2 separate regions of the Anas platyrhynchos genome follow, and region 1 is linked to region 2. The links are chromatin contacts, called in public Hi-C maps. All regions are on one chromosome and are shown on one strand. The core of a region is the stretch at or near the end of the contact, and the rest is flanking DNA. Distances in the headings are between cores, read along the strand shown. Region 1 holds the start of IBTK (inhibitor of Bruton tyrosine kinase). Region 2 overlaps DOP1A (DOP1 leucine zipper like protein A).

What was found. Hi-C and Micro-C count contacts between places; a contact is called where the count stands out from the background.
Region 1: a contact with region 2 is called in a Hi-C map of F5 follicle, with 2.7 times the contacts expected there. The contact joins the promoter of IBTK here to the enhancer-like site in region 2. A contact is called at or near these places in 2 of 8 Hi-C or Micro-C datasets (F1 follicle and F5 follicle).

What each region holds. Positions count from the first base shown.
Region 1 is chr3:85,185,392-85,189,943 of IASCAAS_PekinDuck_T2T, forward strand. IBTK (inhibitor of Bruton tyrosine kinase) reads left to right here and starts at 2,123. Exons shown (of 29, transcript XM_038176660.2): 1 at 2,123-2,261.
Region 2 is chr3:84,870,860-84,875,483 of IASCAAS_PekinDuck_T2T, forward strand. It overlaps DOP1A (DOP1 leucine zipper like protein A), which reads right to left. Exons shown (of 37, transcript XM_072036241.1): 19 at 2,983-4,624; 20 at 2,771-2,882; 21 at 1,606-1,788. Among named protein-coding and RNA genes, the nearest start is that of PGM3, 29 kb to the left of the region's middle. Within about 2 kb of position 3,187, at least 5 of the 8 cell types and tissues checked have an H3K27ac peak or open chromatin away from gene starts, as enhancers often do. A contact at or near this core is called in F1 follicle and F5 follicle, where this site is marked.

The DNA of each region.
Region 1 (4,552 bases), core at 873-3,372, 310 kb after region 2:
AAGATAGAAGGAATTTCTACTGCTGGCCTTTGAGCTGAAAGCAAGTAGAAAAGCCTCAGCAATAAACAATAGGTAAAGTAGTTAATATTCTGCCTTTTTACCAAAATATAAAACTCCTGCAGAGGAGATCAAACTTTTGCTTTGAAACCCGTTGCTAAAAGACTGTTGGTTATTCTGCCAAGGTTTAGCCTGACCCAATGGACTACATCAGGTCCTATTCACTACGCATAATTATTTTCAAAGTTTTCTGTATCCCCCGTAGTCTTCCATTTGTTACAGTTGTATTTTGAGCTGTGTGAAAGAGTACGTACCTAAAAAGCACTCCAGCATGTTAGAAATTATTTTTTTTTCATATAGGATTTACCACTGTTGTCTTGGACCTTGCTCTCTTTTAAGCCCCCTGATCTTTCCACTGTGCTGTTTACCTCTCCAAAGGATGCCTGCCCAAGCTATTCACTTGAATTTATTATTGTACAACAAAGCATTGTTTATGGCTGACTTCAGCTGTATTTGGACCTCTTTATCTCCCCAGATGGTCATTACTGTTTGTAGGCCAGCTGGCAGAATACTTGTAGCAAGGCCACCTCTGAGACATGTTCATGACTGAAGCAGAAAGAAGCTATCACTAGGAAAGTAATGCATAAATAAACCTCACACAGCATGCAGGGATAGTTACGAAGAGGAATGACTGCTGGCAAACTGAACCTTTGTACAGTGAAATTCAAAAGGCAGACTGCAAAGTTCACATTAACTGGGGCAGATGGCCTGAGTAAAAAAATGCCTGTGATTCACCTACACACAATTTATACTCCATTTTCCCCAAATTAAACTGCTGCTGAAGAATACACATAGAAGTTTTTTTTCAACTTCAAATGTTTTGTGGTTAAAAAACAGCTAGGTTGTTTTAAACTCCTTAATGCTTTCACTACTCTGGTGATAAAATTGTGGCTTTAAATAAACATGGAAAAATTCTGGCCATTGGCATAAACATTAATATAGCCTGTCTTTCCTTTCTATTTTGGAAAAAGTGATGTGCATTTTTTTTTTCTATTTTACATTGGGTACTACTTGTCTGGTTCCTTGCTTCCCACCCAAAAAGGTAAAACACAAATCCTATTCCAGATTAAACTGTAATCTGCACCTCCTATTACATCATCCTCCCCCCCAATTAAAAAAAAAAAAAAAGTAGAACAGGAGTTTACTTCAGATACTTTCTAAGTAGGTGATTTAGAGAATTACCTTGCAAGATTGATTTCTGAAATCCTTGTGTACTTAACAGGTTTGCTTATGAGACTGCCCTGTGGGTTGGTGTCAAAAGCCTTACAAAGATCAAGTTGTATCATATAAATTGGACCACTCGCAGTGTCAGAGTGAGAAATTACACAGGTTTGGGAATACCTGTCTCGATAAAACCTTCCGGATGCTTTCTCTTACTTCTTTATTTCCTAGAGATCTGCAGATGGGTTATTTAATGATTTGTATTTGAGACCTCCCAGAGAGGTACTGCCCTGTCAGCAACCTTGCTCACACCCAGGCAAGCTGCATCTCTTCACCTTCCTTTGGGACAGCCTCAGATGTTGGTAATAATTCTCCCAAAATGGTTTTAACATTTTTCTTAGGCAGGGGCCTGCATCCTTTGCCTATTTCATTCCACCAATCGATAGTGCTTCACGACATTGCAGCCAGCACTTCTAGCTGCGTGGCCACAAATTTTCCTTCTCCCATGAAAACTGACAGGAAAAAACCCTAAACCACCTCAAACATCTTTCCTCCAACCTCTCCTTCCCGACGACCCTTCCCCACACTCAGCTCCCGCGGCCGCCATTTTGTTTAACCCTTGCGCGCCCCACCGTGGCAGCACGGCGGCCATCTTGTTTAACCCTTTCCCACCCCCCCCCGCAGCACGGCGGCCATTTTGTTTTAACCCTTTCCCGCCCCACGGCCGCGACGCGCAGGCCCCGCCCCCTTCCCCCTCCCTCCCTGTCACTCAATCCGGGCTCCGCCGCGGGCGGGCCAATCAGCGCGCGAGCCGCGGCGGCGCCTCGGCCAATCGCCTGCTGGCTTCTTCAGGGGTGCGGCGGCTGCCGTCGCTTCGCCGCCCGTTGCTCCGCTGGCACCGGCCGCCGGCGCCGCCTCCTCCCGCTGAGGTGCCGCGGTCCCCGCAGCGGCCTGGCCCTACCCCGCTGTCACTGAGGATGAGCCCCCGCGCTGCCCAGCGCGCCTCCCGCCCCGCCCGGCCGAGCCCATTCATCTAGCGACTGGTAAGGGGCGGGGGCCGCTGTGTCCGGGGGGACCGGGACGGGGACAGCCGGGAGGGGGGGGGGGCTCCGCTGAGGCAGCTGCGTGGCTGGTGAGGCGGCCGCCGGCCCCCCTGCGGGCCCACACAGCCTTAGGTGGAGGTTCCCGGGAAGCCTTTGCTGTGTCTGGCCCTGCCGGGGGTGTTTGTCCGCTGCTTGTGGTAGCAACTCACGGTGTTGCTGCCGAGCCGCAGCGGTGAGCGCCGGGGAGTTGAAATGGCCTGGTTGGGCCACAAAAATGTCAGTGCGTGGCTCTGTTGGGGCCGGCCACCAGATCTCCGGCGTCCGGCCCTTTCCTTGCTGACGTGGTCAATGTGGTTGTCTGTCCGCGGGGACCGCAGCTTGGGGCTTGCAAAAAATAAATATAAAAGTACACAGGAACATCTGGTGGGGGTGCTTTGTAACAACACTTTACTAGAAGTTCTGAGTTCATACAGAAAAGTCTGCTAAGTCTAAGACTTTATTTATTTATTTCATGGGTCTTTAAGTACAGTGGAATTCTAGAAGGCACTTCTGGTTCATTACTCTTCACTTTTACTGAAAGACAGATAAACTTAAGATCTGGAGCAGGATCCCAGTGTATTGTGGAAATGGCTTTAACTGTGCTTCTGTGTTACCACTGTCTCTACGTTTTAGTTTTTTGATAATGTTATTGAGCTATGTAGTTTTCATTGCTTCCAGAAAAGCGAAGCACAGTATTTCACAGTTTCCTGTTTGTGAACTGTTAATGGAGATACCTCATAATTTCTGACAAACTGAACTTCTCTGAGGTGTTGCAGCTGAATTTAGCACTCAGTGTTACTTTGGTGTTTGTTTGACAGTGTCTGCCTCCAATTCAGAGTGTTTGTTAGCAGTCTTAGCAGCAAATGGGCTGGAGTTGTTGGTACTCTTTTAAAGAAGGAAGTTATGTTGAAAGGCTGCATCACTGATTGTCTCATCCATGTAAGGATTGTGCTGTCCGCACTGTGAAGGCAGAAGTTGCAGAAAGCCTGGAGAACATCTAAAAGCCACTAGCTGCAGGGTTTCTAAGTGGTAGCAGAGAGGCCCCAGCCTAGTAAATGCAGCAACTTGGATCTGCCATGGCTGAGGGAACATAGGGAACCTGTTATTTTATAAATGCAATTGGATTTCATCCGTATCTGTACTTCTAGGCAGGTGATATCTATTTAAAACTTGACAGCTTGCTTGTCTAGTCCGTTTTGAGAATACCTGTGGGTAGCCTCATTTGTGCTCGGTGTATCTTTTGAAAGTGATTCCTGACTTAATCTTTTATCAAGTTTGAATGAATGAGTACTTACCCATTGTCAGGGGTAACAGATTGATTTTTGTTCTTTTTGTAAATAACTTTCCTTTTTGAAGACTGTGGTCTGTATGAAACACAGCTGAGGGATAAAACAGATCCTGTTTGTTCAGGCTGTACTCACAGGTTGTTTTGTAAACCTTTTGAATGCTAATTGCTCTTTCACAGTCTTGTGGAAAGTCAAAGAGCTTGCCATGCCCCATTAAAATTATTGAGAAAGATCTATGTTTTTAGGATTATATTTGGGACCATCATATTTCCAAATCACCTGGAGATGGCATATAGCTTAAATTTCTTAATTTCCCCTTTTTTGATACTAAAATGCTTTTCCCCTCTCTGCCCCCTCCCCTCCCCCCCAACATATTCAAATAATATTGTTCAAGGGGTTGAATAATCTTGATTGATGTTCAGACTTCCAGCAAATGTGCAGAGGATTTCCACATGGGTTAAATGCTTTGTGGAGATACAATCTCCTGATAGGAATTAGTAATCTCACTCTTCTTTAAAGCCTTGGTTGATGTGCTGCTTATAGCTGAAGGGTGCGTTTGCTGTTATTTATCTAGGAATTCATCTGTCTTCAGTGGGTTCTTGCTGTGTATCCTGTCTTCAGTGGGTTCTTGCTGTGTGTATCCTGTCTTCAGTGGGTTCTTGCTGTGTGTATCCTGTCTTCAGTGGGTTCTTGCTGTGTATCCTTGGGGATACATTGCTTAATGTCAGTGCTACATTATCACCTAGCTTCAACTTGCTAGTCCCTTTTATCAGATTCTAAACCGCTGCTCTAACATGTATTGGTGTCTTTAAGTAAGACTTCAGTCATCAGAAGACCCTGGAAAATCAGTAACATACTAGCAAACATCCAGTCTTCAATTCTATAAGCTGTAATCTCTTTTTTTTTTTTTTTGATTACTTGATTAGGAAAGTTTTTAGATTTCCCATGCTGTTATGTCTACAGGTC
Region 2 (4,624 bases), core at 1,937-4,436:
ATAAATAGCAGCACTTCATGACAGACAAAATATTTTTCTCGAAAGAAGATATCATGTACCATGTCCAGTTTTGGACACCTTACTTCAAGATATGTACACAAGCTGAGAAAGCTATAAAAACTATAAAAAATAAGAAAGATTAGTGATACCGAAAATGACCTATGAGAAGAAGCAAAACTGGGTATGTATAGGCAGGTGGAAGAGGTTAAGTGGAGATACAACAATTATCAAGTGCTTATTATTACAAAGAAAGAAAGATGCGTATGCTACAAATAGGGATTGGAAATGAGAGAAAAATAGGGATAGGAAGTGAGAGAAAAAATAAGTAGTAGGGAAAAAAAACACAGAAGAAAGAATAAGCTACTCTGTAAGACTAAAATATTCATTGTTGAAACTCTTAACATCATGGTTTTTTAAACACACCAGATTTCTTTAAGCGTTTATTTCATAAGCCACCTTCTCATCCTGTTCTTCATCCTGTTTCCTATGACACGAAGATTTCAGAGAAAAGTGCACTTTTATCTGTTTCCTGAAAGCCATTTCTGTGTTAGTCTGATATATTTGAGTAGGAATTGTCTAATCTTTCAGAAGACTGTTACATAGAATACTAGATCTTGACTATGCACTTCATACAGTTGCCAAGTGTGGTTGCTGTCATTAGAAAGGACTTTAGAAGGGACACTTTCATGGACAGCACATGTTGAATGCTCTTTTGAATATTATGGATTTCGGCAAACTAAAGAAAACCTAGGATTTACAGAAAAGTTAATATTGAACCAGAGTGAAAAAGCTTATCTTATTTTCACAGAAGAAGCATAACATCATATGCCATCCACATGATGGCATACAGACCCCTTTCCCTTCCTTGATTAGGATGCCCTACTGGCAGCACAAATATGATGACAGATAACGTCTGTGGAAAGACATGGAGTCTTAAAAAAAGGAGTGATCACTCCTTCAGCCTGAATGCCAAATGTTGAAAATGACGTAAAATGGCATCATCTGAAAAAGTACCTGGTAATATTCAAAATAACTGTTAGGAAATAATATTTTAAAATATCTCAGATTTAACTGACAATTTCCTATTTTAAAATGTGGAATATTAGAAGTTTGAAATGCTTCCAATAAGAGGGCTAGGCAGCATTCTCAATATTTGACTCCCTCTTGGATTCTCATCTTTGTGATTGCAGGGCTATTTCCCCATGTATAAGGATATCACAGTATGGACACTGAATGAGTAACGGAACTAGTTCAAAAGTGTCTGAATACAAGGCGTTTTAAGAGGACAGCTCTCTTTTGTTATGATTCTACATGAGCATTTTACATATTTTGAGGCATAAAAGGGTGGCTTAAATGGTTCAAGTATTTTTCAGGATGGGTTTAATTTTCTTTGTAGAAAGCAAATGGGAGACTTGCTGTTAGCTGATACATTTAAGTTTAAAAGCAGAGTCAATACCCATTTTCTTGGGTCTTGTTTCTCAGGTGGGTGGGTAGATTAGGACAAATGTATTAAAAGTCAATTTACATTTAAGGGAATGTAATTGGATTTAGTTTGATGAAGGTATTTATGTACGATGTAAACAATATTATCCCTGACATTCTGACCTTTGTTGACCCAAGATTAATAGTGGTAATGGATGCAGCAGCGGCAGCAGTAGTTTTCTCTGAAGAGTCTGCAAGGTGAAGGATGCTCCACAGCAAAGTCACAGAAGACATGATCATATGCAGTATAGACAGGATCCCATTGCGTGCTTCAATCAAGTGTTTCTGATCTACATTAACCAAAAGCTAGAACATTTCAAGGGAAGAGGGGAAGAACAGCATTAAATATCTACACAAATAAAATTAGTAAAATAGTGTAAATTGAGACAATGTACATGGAAGCTTTAAACCAGGCCTCTTTTCCAAAACAGCTTTTCGGTAATTTTTACAGTACTTACAGGCTTTGAGTTTATCAAATAATAATTGATTAAAGAATCTTTTGACTCTCAGTCATTCAGAATGGAATGTGTTCTGAACATGTGGTACCTCATGACTACAGCAATCAATTTTGTATCATCTGCCTACACCTTTGCAAAATATAATTATTTCAGAATCTGAGGTTTAACAAATACATTAAGCAAAATTATTTACTTGCACAGACAATAAACAGTTCTCGGTTATTTTCAAATGAATGGAAGGCAAAGGGGAATAAGAACACAAATGGCAAAACCAAGGTAGACAGCAGAACAAAAGTTTTCATGTAAAATCTGGGCCAAATTCTTGAAAGATACTATGCTCTTAATATCAGATCTGAAAATATTGCTTGACTGAAGACAAATTGTGAATATACCGAAAAAGCAGAAAGAAAATATTTTGACATATTGCACGATGAACATAATCCAGCCAGAAAGTGCCAGATATGCATCAGTCTGCAAAGTTCCACAATGAAGTCGTAATGAAGTTCTAAAAAGTTACATTTTAGAGGTCCGAAAGTTAAGGAATTTTCCTTGAAACTACTTCGTTGTTTCAAGGAAATAATGATAACAACAGAAAAGTCTAATACTCTCTTAGAAGTATAATTAGTAGAAAATTATTGTTCCGTTTAATTGAGATGTATACACTATCCATGAAAAACACATTTACAACCAAGATTACTACATGGCTATTATTTTCCTCACTCAGACCTTCAATTTTGTGCAAGTACCTAATACAAGCACGTTTATACAATTACAGTCCTTAATTTGACATATACTGCACAGGAACTTCTCAGATGCCCAAGTAAATTTACCTGATGATATTGTGTAGATGGATCTAGCAGGCAGTAATGAATTATTGTTGTAATCCCTTCTAATAGAGTAAGAACCATATCTGGGGGAGTGACTGACGCCATCCAGAGAGGCCTAAAATAAAATATATTTTTAAATGAACTCATCCAGCAGCAAAGTAATTCAACACAATTAAATTTGCTTAAAAAGATTATACACCTCTAGATATACTTACCTATTATCAGATAATCCTGTTTCATATTTATATTGCTGAATTAAATTATCCAAGTTCCTGCAGAGCTGAAGAGTCACAGAAACAACCACCCTCTGAAGAACCTTTCCCATGTAAGGCAAAGTGGAAGTGATAAGGCCAATCCACTGAGGATGCATTTTACAGGCACAGTGTTGATGTAAAGCTCTTATCACCGCGCAGAGAAACATGCCTTGGCAGGTTATTGGCTGGGAGTGTAAATACTGAAGAGAAGTCATCGGCTGCTGGGGACCAATGTGCTCCAAGTCTGTTATGACAAAGTCGAAGCCTGTTTCATTTTCCTCAGGCACAGTCATTACTCTGTGTTCCAACACAATCAGCCGCTGAAGCACTTTTAAAAGCTGTGACTGTAGAGTACTGCCGTTGTCAAATTCATCTTCAGAGAAATTTATAAGGCTGTCTTCAGAGAAACCTTCTTCTACAGCCACTATGTTTTTTCCAGCCATCTTTTCACTGTGCCATTTCTGTGCGCTAAAGATAGAAGACAGCAGACAATGCAGGATCACTTTCTGAACCTTGCACTTGGATAACATGTCCGAAATAAAACTAGGAAAGCCTTTTGCAGAGCTTTCTATAACTTTGGCCAATTCAGCAAAGAGAAGTGTCAGAATTTCTATACTCATCATTTGCATATTACGGTTTCCTATCAGATCTTGTGAGGTTACTTTAACGTGAGTTGGATAGTGGCTCCGCATGTAATATAAACACAAGGAGATAAGAATTTCTATGTACATAGAACTCCGAAAGTTATGGTTAGAATCAACTGGGATGTGACTATAGAAATCCTTGCCCATAACAGATATCCGATGCCTGGCTAGGAGATTCTGGAGCAGTGAGAGCTGAGGAGTGTATGCATTGTTGACACTGGTAGTGGAGATAGCACTTACGAACGCTGAGGGATTTGTCTTCAGAATCGCTTTAATTGCAGAAAAAGCATACAATGTCCTTGAGGAGTCATACAGCTGGAGATACAGCAGTACATGTTGATACAAGGGATGGATATTGAAGTTGGGAGATTTCCGCATTCCTGGGGACCCCACATCACTCTCTATTTCTGAAATTTCTCCTTCTCCACAGCTGTACCAGTTTTCTAAATCAAGACCATCACTAAAGAAGACGTTTGTTTGTTTAAGCTTTTCTGTTTGCGCTTTCTTCTTCTCTTCATCTTTCTTTTTGGCTATTTTCACCTTAGGTTTTGCACCTGGTTGCTTACCAGCCTCTTTAACAATTGTTTCTTTTTCTGACGTTTTTTCTGGCAGTTTTCCTTTGAAGTTGAACTGAATGCTACTGTGGCTCCGCTTTCTGGACTTGGACTCTGTGGAAGCAAGAGTGAGATCTGACAGGGACTGCTGGCTTGCTGCAATACAGGGTGAGGAGTTATTTCTTGAAATTTCGTCTCTTAAGCTCTCAAGTCCAGTCTCAGTTGAGGCTGACAATAACTGGGAACTGTCATTACTAAGCAAACTACTTTGGCTACTTTGAATATTTTGATCTTCACTTTTAGTCATCTCGTCGGGGTTATCCAAAGGGCTGAAATTACATGAAGTATCCTCGGAGTGCAGACTGTGTTTAACTGGGTCGTTCTCTTCTCCAAGACTGCTTACAA